Regions from separate parts of the Anser cygnoides genome. Here regions 1 and 3 are each linked to region 2. A link is a contact called in public Hi-C data. All regions are on one chromosome and are shown on one strand. Each heading gives the region's core, a stretch centred on a gene start, on an enhancer-like site or on the middle of the called end of the contact. The rest is flanking DNA. Distances are from core to core; before and after follow the strand shown.

Evidence for each region. Hi-C and Micro-C count contacts between places; a contact is called where the count stands out from the background.
Region 1: a Hi-C map of liver shows a contact between it and region 2, with 1.9 times the contacts expected there. The contact joins two enhancer-like sites. A contact is called at or near these places in 2 of 7 Hi-C or Micro-C datasets (both in liver).
Region 3: a contact with region 2 is called in a Hi-C map of liver, with 4 times the contacts expected there. The contact joins two enhancer-like sites. A contact is called at or near these places in 2 of 7 Hi-C or Micro-C datasets (both in liver).

Annotation. Positions count from the first base shown.
Region 1 is chr10:13,095,613-13,099,069 of Taihu_goose_T2T_genome, forward strand. All of the region lies in intron 6 of CHST13 (carbohydrate sulfotransferase 13), which reads right to left. Among named protein-coding and RNA genes, the nearest start is that of CHST13, 28 kb to the right of the region's middle. Within about 2 kb of position 2,044, at least 2 of the 3 cell types and tissues checked have open chromatin away from gene starts, as enhancers often do. A contact at or near this core is called in liver, where this site is marked.
Region 2 is chr10:12,885,612-12,888,955 of Taihu_goose_T2T_genome, forward strand. The region is part of intron 3 of LOC106045067 (a long non-coding RNA gene); the gene reads left to right. Among named protein-coding and RNA genes, the nearest start is that of CFAP100, 5.2 kb to the left of the region's middle. Within about 2 kb of position 1,395, at least 2 of the 3 cell types and tissues checked have open chromatin away from gene starts, as enhancers often do. A contact at or near this core is called in liver, where this site is marked.
Region 3 is chr10:13,076,170-13,079,366 of Taihu_goose_T2T_genome, forward strand. CHST13 (carbohydrate sulfotransferase 13) reads right to left here. Exons shown (of 8, transcript XM_067003007.1): 8 at 2,987-3,197. Among named protein-coding and RNA genes, the nearest start is that of SLC41A3, 30 kb to the left of the region's middle. Within about 2 kb of position 1,257, at least 3 of the 3 cell types and tissues checked have open chromatin away from gene starts, as enhancers often do. A contact at or near this core is called in liver, where this site is marked.

The DNA.
Region 1 (3,457 bases), core at 794-3,293, 210 kb after region 2:
GATGGGATGGGGCCTGTGGGGCACGCCATGCCCTGTGTGCTGCCGTGCAGGGCCCAGACTTCAGCCAGAACATGGCTGCCGTGCGCTCGCACCACAGGGAGAGCTGCCAAGTCGTTTATCTGCCACTTCAGCCACCACAGAGACAGTGCCGCCTTCAAAAGAGACTTTCCAGGGAGAAAGCAGCTTCCAATCCAGCTGAATAATGCTCCAAGGGACTCTTTGAAAATTAAGTCCCGTTCTGAAGAACCTGGCTCTCATCGGCATCAGGCGCTTCTTCAGCACGGCTGCGCTCAGCCGCGGTTTGTGTACGTGGTCATGTACGTAACACAGCCGTCCCAGTATGACACCCGCCAGGGCGGTGTGGTTTGCAGCATCTCCCAGCTGCAGAAACGGCTTCACGACGGGACACCTGCCCCCAGGGCTCGGTGCCGGCCAAGCAGTGCTGCAGGGAACCTGAAGGCATTTCTCCTTCATTGCCCCAGGCCATTGGGGATGGTAACTGATAAGGTAGAGGGAAGGTAGAGGAAAGAGGGAGGCAAATAGGGTCTGAAGGAGCCAGGCTGGGCTCTCCACAGTGCTGCGAATGGTTGTAGAGCTGTAGCTGTAGTAAGCTCTTGCCACTGCAGGGAAAAGGACCGGAGCCTGCAACTGGGACAGCACAAGGAGGCAGACACTGAGCCCACAAGCTTTGCACCCTCTAAACCAAGTTCTCAGCCATTTTAAATGCTGAATGGTGATTTTCACTTCAGCGCAGAACTGCTGAAGGATGTGGGTTGTGTGGCCATGCTTTCCTGTACGGGGAGACGGTGCTGAGCCACCTCCGCTGCGGATGTAGCTGCTGAACGAGGGTGTCAGACCTGCAGCAGCAGCAACTGGCTGGGAGAGAAACTGCTTTGTTCTCCCAGGAAATACCGACTCCCATCGGTCCCCGCCCAAAAATGTACAACAGTTTTATCTAATCAGAGCTCATCCAAGTATGAGGAGCTCCGGGGCTCAATGGGAAAAGCAGAAGCAGCCAGGCCAGCCAGCCCCTTCCTCTGCCCCGCTGCTGCAGCTCCCCTCGGGCTGGCTCCAGGCTGGGCACCTCCCTGCCCTGCAGCCCAAGGAAGGCTGGCCCCAGGACAGCTTGGAGAAATCTGCTCAGGGCCATCCCAGCAAGCTCGAGGGACATGGGTTTGTGCGATTCGAGCAGAGTTTGAATTCCTTCCCTGAGGCAAGGACGATCTTGTCTAGCTAGAAACAAAATTCAGGCTTGTGCAGATTTTTGTCTGCGAGTCTTCATAAGTTCAGAGCTGGAAAGTGCTACGAGGCAGGGAGCTTCAGGAAGCGTGTTCACCCAGCTGCCCCTGTAAGAGCTGCTGCAGAAGGCCAGGTGAAGACAAAACCTGCCTGGGAGAGCTGCGGCCCTTGTACTAACCTGTCCCCAGCAAACCAGCAGAAAGACATCCCCAAATCCACGTGCTGCCAAGCTTCATGGGTCAGCTTCAAGCCAGATCTCCGATAGGGTGGCCGGGATCCAAACCCCGGGCCTGCGCTCGCCCAGCCTTTCCCCAACTTTTCATAGAAAAAGGCCAGTTTTTAGGCAGCCGCCCAGGGCGAGTCACAGCAATGCCTGGGGCTGGCGCTGAGACGTATTTGCCGACTGCAGGGGAACATGTGCACGAGGCAGGGCAGTGTGTTTGCCTTTTGCAATTGCTGTCCTGTCTGCGGGGCTCAGGCCATCGGTCGGACAAAAAAGCACACTTCAGGGCAACACTGGGCTCTGCCAGTCAGCCCGGTGAGAGAAGCAGGGATTCTGGGGCTGTTACATGGCGGGGTGACCAGGTTCATCTGGCTACGAGGTCTCCTTGGCTTGGGGACCAGGCGCTGGTGGCTGCTGAAACCAACTGCGCTGCCTCCGTAGATGTCCCAGCGTCACTGCAGCCCCCGTTTGCCGGCTGGCTGGCTCTCCAAGCCTCCGGACCTCACAGGGCTCACTGTGCACTTGGCACCAGGGAAGGTCAGGTATTGCTTCTGCGTGGATCCGAAATGCACAAATCCACTTCTCACAGCATGTCCTTTGGCTCCCCTCTCCTTCCCTGTTCTCATACAGGCTGCGTGCTCTCTCAGAGCATCACGCTCTCCTTCCAACACAATAAACATAGCATTAGCTTTGCTCCCTGGCTCATTAAAACTATGAGAGAAACAAAACCAAACCATATGCCCGAGTGCTACCTCCTACGCTGGGAGATCTCCGTGAAGAACATGCAGGAAGAGGAGTTTATCCAAGCAGTGGCCACCCAGCTCCTGAGGATGCAGAGCCACTCTTTATTCCACCTTTGCCCATGCTGGGCTTTGGTTGAGCCTGAGATTTTGGCTTCGCAGGGTGGGGCAAAGGCAATTGGGAAAAGGAGAACGGGGCTGCAGAAGGGATGTTTGGGAGTTGATCCCTGTTTATCAGAGCTCTACAAGTGCATAGTTTGCTGGAATTGCAAGGAGTGCAAACCTGCAGCAGAGAGAAAACTGGGCTGGTCAGAGCAAACCTTGACAGCCAGCAATGAAACAAGGATCCCAGCATCTGGAGACGAGTGTCTGGAAAAGGGGACATGCACTGGGCAGCACCATGCGTGGGGTGCATGCGAAGTCAGGACCTAGACATGGCAATGTTCACCCCGGGCCTTTTAGGCCACCAGAGCTGCTGTATGAGATGCCCCCTCCCTCCCAGACCTCTAACTGCCTTTTAACAGGGGAAGTCTGGGGCATTCACCCAGCTGTGTCTCAAAGCCTGGATGTGTAACGTTCCCTGCTTGGCCCCACAGAGGTATTTGGGGAGTTAAGCTCTTCTTTGGGTACTCAGCTCCGAGGGGGAGTAATGGGAGTTAAGCACCTAATGCCTTTGTAGTTTCTTGGCTTCTAGCAAGCCCTGGGAAAGCCAGCTGTGTTTGCACTGGGATTAAGATGGAAGGCTTGTCATGCTCTCCATTCAGACACTGTCGGGGAAGCGGCTAAAGAAAGAAAACCCAGCGAGCAGCAAGCCCCAGTACCCAGGGAGAGCTGCTCCCTGCAGGACTGGGGCTGCCCAGCCACTGGTGTCAGCAGCAATCCCTTCCCAGCATCAGTTCTGGGCACCACACGAGTGCTCATCTCCCACCTCGGACCTGACTGAGGATCACCAGAAGGTCCCACCTGCACCAACACGGAACGAGGTCCTCCTGCTCCCAGAAGCTGCTTCTGCACAGACCTATTTGCAGGATCAATGGGAGCGGGAACGAAGCACAAGGTGCAGGTGCAGGGTGCTCCTGGAGAGTGGCAGTGGGGCCAGGATGCCAACGGGATGCGGGGCCAGCGAGGACTGCAGAGCCATCAAGGCACGAACCTCTCCTGCAGGCACAGAGTTAACTCCCGGCACGCCAAGCGCCCTCCTTCCCCTTCCCAAACCTCTCGCACGTATCAGAGATTCTCAGGAAACTGTACAGAG
Region 2 (3,344 bases), core at 145-2,644:
GTGATATTCTTGCAACAAGAATTCTTCTCGATTCAATCTGGTGGTTGAAAGCTGATAAATACTCTAAAGAGACATGTGGAAATGACAGGACAGCCCCTGTCATCCATCCTTTTGCTGAGGGTACTTGTGTAATGACTTGGGCAGAAAGCAGCAAGTGCATGATGATTTGTACTTCACCCTCTCCTTTTCCTGCTGAGATTGTGGATTCTTTCCTGCTGAGAAGAGGAGAAAATACTCTGCAGTCTTTTTTTTGGGACCCTCTCCAGACCTGGGCCAGTTTCTTTTGCAATGCAGACCTTATTCTAGCGTGTGCCATGGTGGCAAGGATCCTCCCTTGCAATGACTGTCCACAGTACTCTTCTTAGACAACTGCATGCAGATAAGCTCTGGGCTTTGCTCTGTCTCCTGAAATAATGCAGCCAACACTGAAGAGTCGGTTGATTCAGGCTCTCTGACTTCTGGCCTGGATTAGTCAGTGTGGGGACACCTGCTGATCTGTCTGCTGATAGTGGCCTAGCAGAGCATGATGCAAATGCAGCTGAAGATGACAGAACCACAGAAAAATACCACCTGGGAGAGACCACTGGAGGTCTCAGGCCCAACCTCTTGCTCCAAGCAAGGCTAACTTCAAAGTCGGATCAGGCTGCTGAAGGCCTTGTGCAGCTGTTTTGAAAACCTCAAAGAATGGACGTTTCAGAAACTCTCCAGGTGACAGGGAGGAGATCTGGGAGGCTGAGGTTGGGCCCCTGAATGGCCTCTCACGGCCTTGTGTTGGTAAGGATGATAAATACATGACATAGTTGTGATTTCAAGGCCAGTTCTGAATACCTGTTTAGACCTAATCCCAAATTGAAAACTAGTTCCAGATTTCCCTCAAAACTGAGTACATTTGGGGCCTAGGAGTTTGTGTTTGGCCCATTGGAAAGAGAGCCACGGAACTGAAGCCAAGGAGACTTTCCTAACCAGGGCTATAACAAGGGCTATAAATTCTTGCTATTTGCAGGGACAAATGACCCAGGAACCTGAGGTTGCAACTTCATGATTTTACATTAAGCTCTTACGGCACAGTTCCAGCTGTTTTCCTGGCCCTTGCTTCATGGCAAAAGTACAGCTGCTGTGACTGTCCAGCTGAAAAATACCCTGCCTGAGGAAAAGATCCTTTTATTTTGATCACTGTGATCAAAGGCTGGGGGAAGGTGGGATTGGCCCTGTCAGTGCCAGTCTCTGCTTAGGGAGATAGAGAAACTGTGGCTTTTTGTTAGTATAACAGGTGGTGCTGCAGGCTCCCTTCCTTCAGTAGGGGCATAAGGATCATACCAAAAAGGATCTGTAAAGTAAAGGGCTGATTTCTAAGAGCTGTAAGAGAGAGCACATGCTTTATGGCTCCAAACAATTTCTGCTCATGTGGAAAGGATTAAAGAGAAAAAACAACCCTGTTATTCACTTTGCTCCTGAGCTGTTTCGGTCCTGTCTTCTTCTGCAGAGAAGCTTTGACAGGAGTTGTTATCTATGGTCCTAAACTGCAGCTCATATCCCCAGGGCAGCTCATGGGATCCGTTTCCCTTGCCAGAGGACTAGGCGTCAGTGGGTACCTGTCATAGCAGTTCCTAAACGTGTGGCGCAAGCCTGGCTGTTTCCTTGCAGGACCTGCCTGCTTGCATCTCTGCTTTAAGGACGGAGTAGTGGGGCAGAGAGAAGCCAAGTGACTCCTCTGATGCCGCACGGTGGGGCTCTGGCAGGTCAAGCCCCAGATCCACAGCTTCTCTTAGCTGTTCAGCTGCAATCACAGACAGCGCAAACATGCCCCTCATGCAACAACAGCCTTGTTACTTGGAAATGCTAGAAAGTTTCCACATCCTGTTCCTATTCCATTGACTGCACCTGCGTGAATGCCCGCTGTTCTCTCCACCAGGGTGTCAGCAGATCCTGTAGCTTGTTTTCCACTGAAATGTCTCCTCTTAGGTAAATATTACATCTGAGGTTGCTTTGCCAGTGGCTTTCCTACCTGGAGTTTGTACAACAGGTCAATGCCCTGCTCAGAGATAACAGGAATACTTGCTGTGAGTGCTGTTTGCTGCTGTGATATGCCATCCTGCTTTTCCCTCACCAGCTTCTCCTTTAAAGGTTTTTGAATGCTGCTGAAGTCATGGAGGTTTCAGCAAAGTGAGGGAAATTTAGGACAAACTCTCTAGTGCTTGGACAGAGCAGAAGGGCTTGTTTATTCCAACAGCCATGGCTTGTAAATTATTCATCTGTGCGTAATTGAAACATGCAGATCCTCAAAGGTCATGTTACAAAGGGTGAGGTGAAGGATCAGCAAGCTTTGAGCAAAACAGGAAGGTTAACAGGTCCTGGGGAACCCTTCTCCATCCACCTGCATCTGCTCAACAGGAATTCTTGCTTGCAGAAGAAAACTGAGTCTCGGATAAGTGAAGCAATGCACAAATGTGTGTGTGGTGGGGAGGACATCTGTAAAAGCTCTTCCTGTGCCTGTTTTCCCTCCAGTGGAAACACAGATGGAAGCTGGTTGCAGTGAAACTTAGAGAGAGCCTATGGGCACACACAAATATCAGTGCACAATAGTTTTTAGCCTCTGTGAAGTGTAGAAAAAGTTTCCAAAGACCAAGAGAGATCAGAATAGCCAACTAAGCAGAAAAGAAGCCAGCACGCTTCTGCTCAGCAATTCTGTCTCCAGACAAAACCAGACTTCAACTAATTAAAACGAGCAGATGCTAGCTGGAACATTAATTGGAACAAGTATCATCTTCTGTCTGCTTAAATCTGTGTTCTAGCTCTCTCCTAGTAGGTTTGGATATATATAGAGAGTTAACTCTTTAGCTGGCTTATTATTTTGTTACACACAGCATGTAGTTAGAAGAGTTTAATGAAATATCTATGAATAGATTTGTGTGTGTATATATATATATATATTTAGGAGCAAACAATTCTCCATCTAATACTGCAAAGACATCAAACCCAGCATTTTCAACCCTTCCTTCTCACAGTGTTAGTAATAAAGCAATCTTCCTCAGCTTTGAGAGGTCTTAGAAGTAGCACTGGGCACAGGGCCAGCTGCTGTTCTTCCCCATCTGCACTGTATTAAAGGATACCTCTTCTCCAACCTGTGCTCATTTGCTGCCCTCAGCCCATGTTCCTTCTCGTTAATCTTGATATATGCTCCATAGAAAGTGCAAAGTGCTTAGCTGATATCTGATACACTTATAAATAGCCTGTCTGCCCTGCTATGGTTCTGCAGCTATCCCAACACGAGTAAACACCCAACGTATTGCACTCTTCCTGGAACTGGGATGCTATTGAAGATTTTCCTCTAAAGCATCCAAATT
Region 3 (3,197 bases), core at 7-2,506, 190 kb after region 2:
TTACATGTGTATTAACATATAACTATTAAAAGTATTTGCAATAACTATTATACATTATAATATAATCATTATTTACACTGCATATGTATGCATGTCCACACACACACATAAAAGTGATGCTGTTCTTATTTTCTCTTGCATCCCTTGGGCTCTGAGAGCTCCACAGCAGCTCCCAAGCATTACTTCGAACCCTAGGGCCAAGCTGGCTCCCTCAAGGCTGCTTGTCCCCAAGCCCTGCAGCCTGTTTAAGGCCGGGGCTGGCAGGGTGGGTGATCCTACTGAGCTCCTCGCTAAGCACTGCTGGGGAGTACTCGCCCCATCTATGAGAGGGGTACTCTGTGACCCAGGGGTCTGAACACTGCTTCGTATGGCAACAGATGTGGTGTGTTGGTTTTTTTTTTCTAAAAAAATATTATTTTTAATAGGCACTTGATGGGGAGGTGGAGGGGAAGGGAGGGTTTAAATAGAGTGTGCAAGGTTATTCCTTGCCCGAGGCCAAGCCGTGTGCAATTATTGCATATCACTTGGATTTTTCCGTTTGTCTTCGAGCTCCCGTTGCTGAGCCGGGGTGACCTTGGCAGCACCGGCTGCTGCTGTCCCCCAGCCTCCTGCTTCTCCGGCCCAAACCCTCTGGGGCCACCAGGCTGGGTGAGGAGCTGCTCCTGGCTCCCTGCCTGCCAGCAGCCGAGCTTCTTCGTAACGATGTAGGTGGCTAATTGCAGCCATGCTCGCTCGGGCACCTCTGCCCCTTTCGGCAGGGTCATCGCAGCTGGGAGGGCCCCGCGGTGTCACCTGGCGGCTGTAACACCTGGTGGTGTGTGGTCACACAGGTCGGCCACTGCGAACCCCAGTGTCACGGAGACCCTTCCATTTGGGACCCCAGTGGGGCTCCTGGCTTTCATCACCCGACCATCGTCTTCCTCCTGGATACTCTCCCTGCTCGCAGCAGCGGGGTTCCCTCAGGGCGGGGGGCGTGATGCTCAGCCCCCGTGCAGCCCCGTGCGTTTTGAGGTGCCGCCACGTTCCCATCCTGAGGCAGAGGAGCAAACAGAAACCCAACTCCATTTTCGAGGTGGCCTCGATTCCCTTGATGCTTTCTCCTCCGGCAAGAGGAAGGGATGCGGTGGAACAGCTGGAAAACAAAACAAAGCAAAACCGAAAAACCGGTCCGGCAGGCCTGCAGTTGTGCCCCGCTGTCGCACGGTGTCCCCCGAGCTCCACGCCGGCCCCGGGCTGCAGGCCGCAGGGTGGCCATGTTCGGGGGGCAGGCCGCGCTTCCGAAGGGTGCCTCTGGGCAGGGGGAAGGCCGAGGATCTGACCTGAATGTATTGGGTGGTGGTGGTTTTTTTTTTTCTCTAGAAAAAGCCCGAAGGTGGGTGTGCCCAAATGTGTGACCCAAATGATGGCGCGTTGCTGGCCGCCTCTGCCACCACCTTCAGGACACCACCATCGCACAAAGCTGTGTCAGACCCTCGTTGTCACACCAGAGAGCCCAAAGGGGCTCCCAACCAGCCAGTCTGAACACCTGTGGGCAGCAAGAGACAGTCTGTGTGTCTGTCCTTGCTGCTGCCTGTCTGTCCTTGCCGCTGTGTGCCCACCCTTGCCGCTCACCGTGCCATCAGCTTTTAAGAGCTACCTGCAAGGAACGGTATTTCGGAACAGAAATCCATCTAAAAATCCATCCCTTTATGACTCTGCATCTGACTCCAAGATATGATTCATGACCAAAAGCAAAGAAGAGAGCTTGTGGTGACTTGAACAATGATTTTTTTTTTTTTTTTTTCCCAAGCACAGGCAAGTGCTAACCGGGGAACGTGAGACTCCTGAGAAAACAGGAGGAAGTCACTCCGAGCCTGAATGCTGCAGACGAAATTTGTTGCATCATATCAGCTGTTTCTGTGCTTTGACTTTCAGCCAGCCAGAGAGATACTAAGGTAGCACGAGAAAGGCCGTTTCTCCGAGAGCTCCAACCCGCGTTGGGAGAATCGGTCAGGCTGCCAGGATCACCAGCAATTTTATTTACTTTTCTTTTTCAGTGCTTTGCTAAACCCACTGTCCAAACAGCGTAACCAAGGAGGGAATGTCAGCAGAAAGGGACAGATCAGAGGCGAAGAGCAAAAAAGGTTAAGACGTAGCAGCCGAAAGTTGTTAGATGAAAACATTATTTTTTAAAACAGTCTGAGCACACTGGGGTTTTATAAAACCTCCCATTGTATTGCACTAATAAGTCAAGTGCTCGCAGCTGAGCCAGCAGACACACTCTACAGCAAATTCTATTACCGGCGTGTTTATTTACAAAGGCAGCCACTGAGCCAAAGCTAAACAGAAAAGAGGAAAGACTGAAATATGGTTTTAAAGAAATACAGCTCTTTGGACTGCTTGAATTTAAAGCCTTAGGACGGTGTCTGTCATTTTCTTTTGTGTCCTCCCCATTTCTTCTTCAAAAAAATGAATTGTCCAAAGCCAGCCAACCAGAGGGGAATTTTCCTCTAGGTGTCTCTGTCCCCATTCTTAATTCTCTATTTTTTCTGATGCACACGCGCACACTCTCACAACTAAGCAGGCACACATAGACACGCTTCTTCTCCAGCCCTCCCAGTGCAGTATCACCTTTACCTCACCATTGCTCTCCCCTGCCCCAGCACAGCGCTCCTCGAGGCCCTTCCCAACCCCGGTCTGCCCCAGTGCTGCTCCGAAGGATGATTTTCCTCCATCCCTGGTGCAACGCAGCCACCCCTGGCACCAGGCTCTGGCTGCGGGAGCCCATGCCAGCTGCAAACGTGCTCCTCTCTCTCTGTTCACAGTATTTTTCACATTCCAGCCAAGAGCACGTGAAGAGGAAGAACAAAAAACCCTCCAGGCTTTGTCAGAGAGAAACACTGCTGCACTCCTTGGAGGTGGGGGACAGTGTGGGAAGCTGGTGTGGAGGGAGAAGAACAAGGCAAAAAAAAAGAAGGTGGGAGCAATTAGAAACAAATGGAAAAACTTACATTAAATTATTGCTTTATTTCTGGTCCTATGCAAGTCTCTGACACACGCCATCCTGTCCCCCAAGTCCATGCCCAGTGAGGAGGAGAAAGACCCAAAGGGATCCTGCCCAAAAAAAGAGCCTTCCCCAAACTGGACATACAGAGGAGTTAAAAGTCCCCAGACAAGGCACACCCTCAAAGCCAGCAGCCTCCTGTCCCCCGCAACAT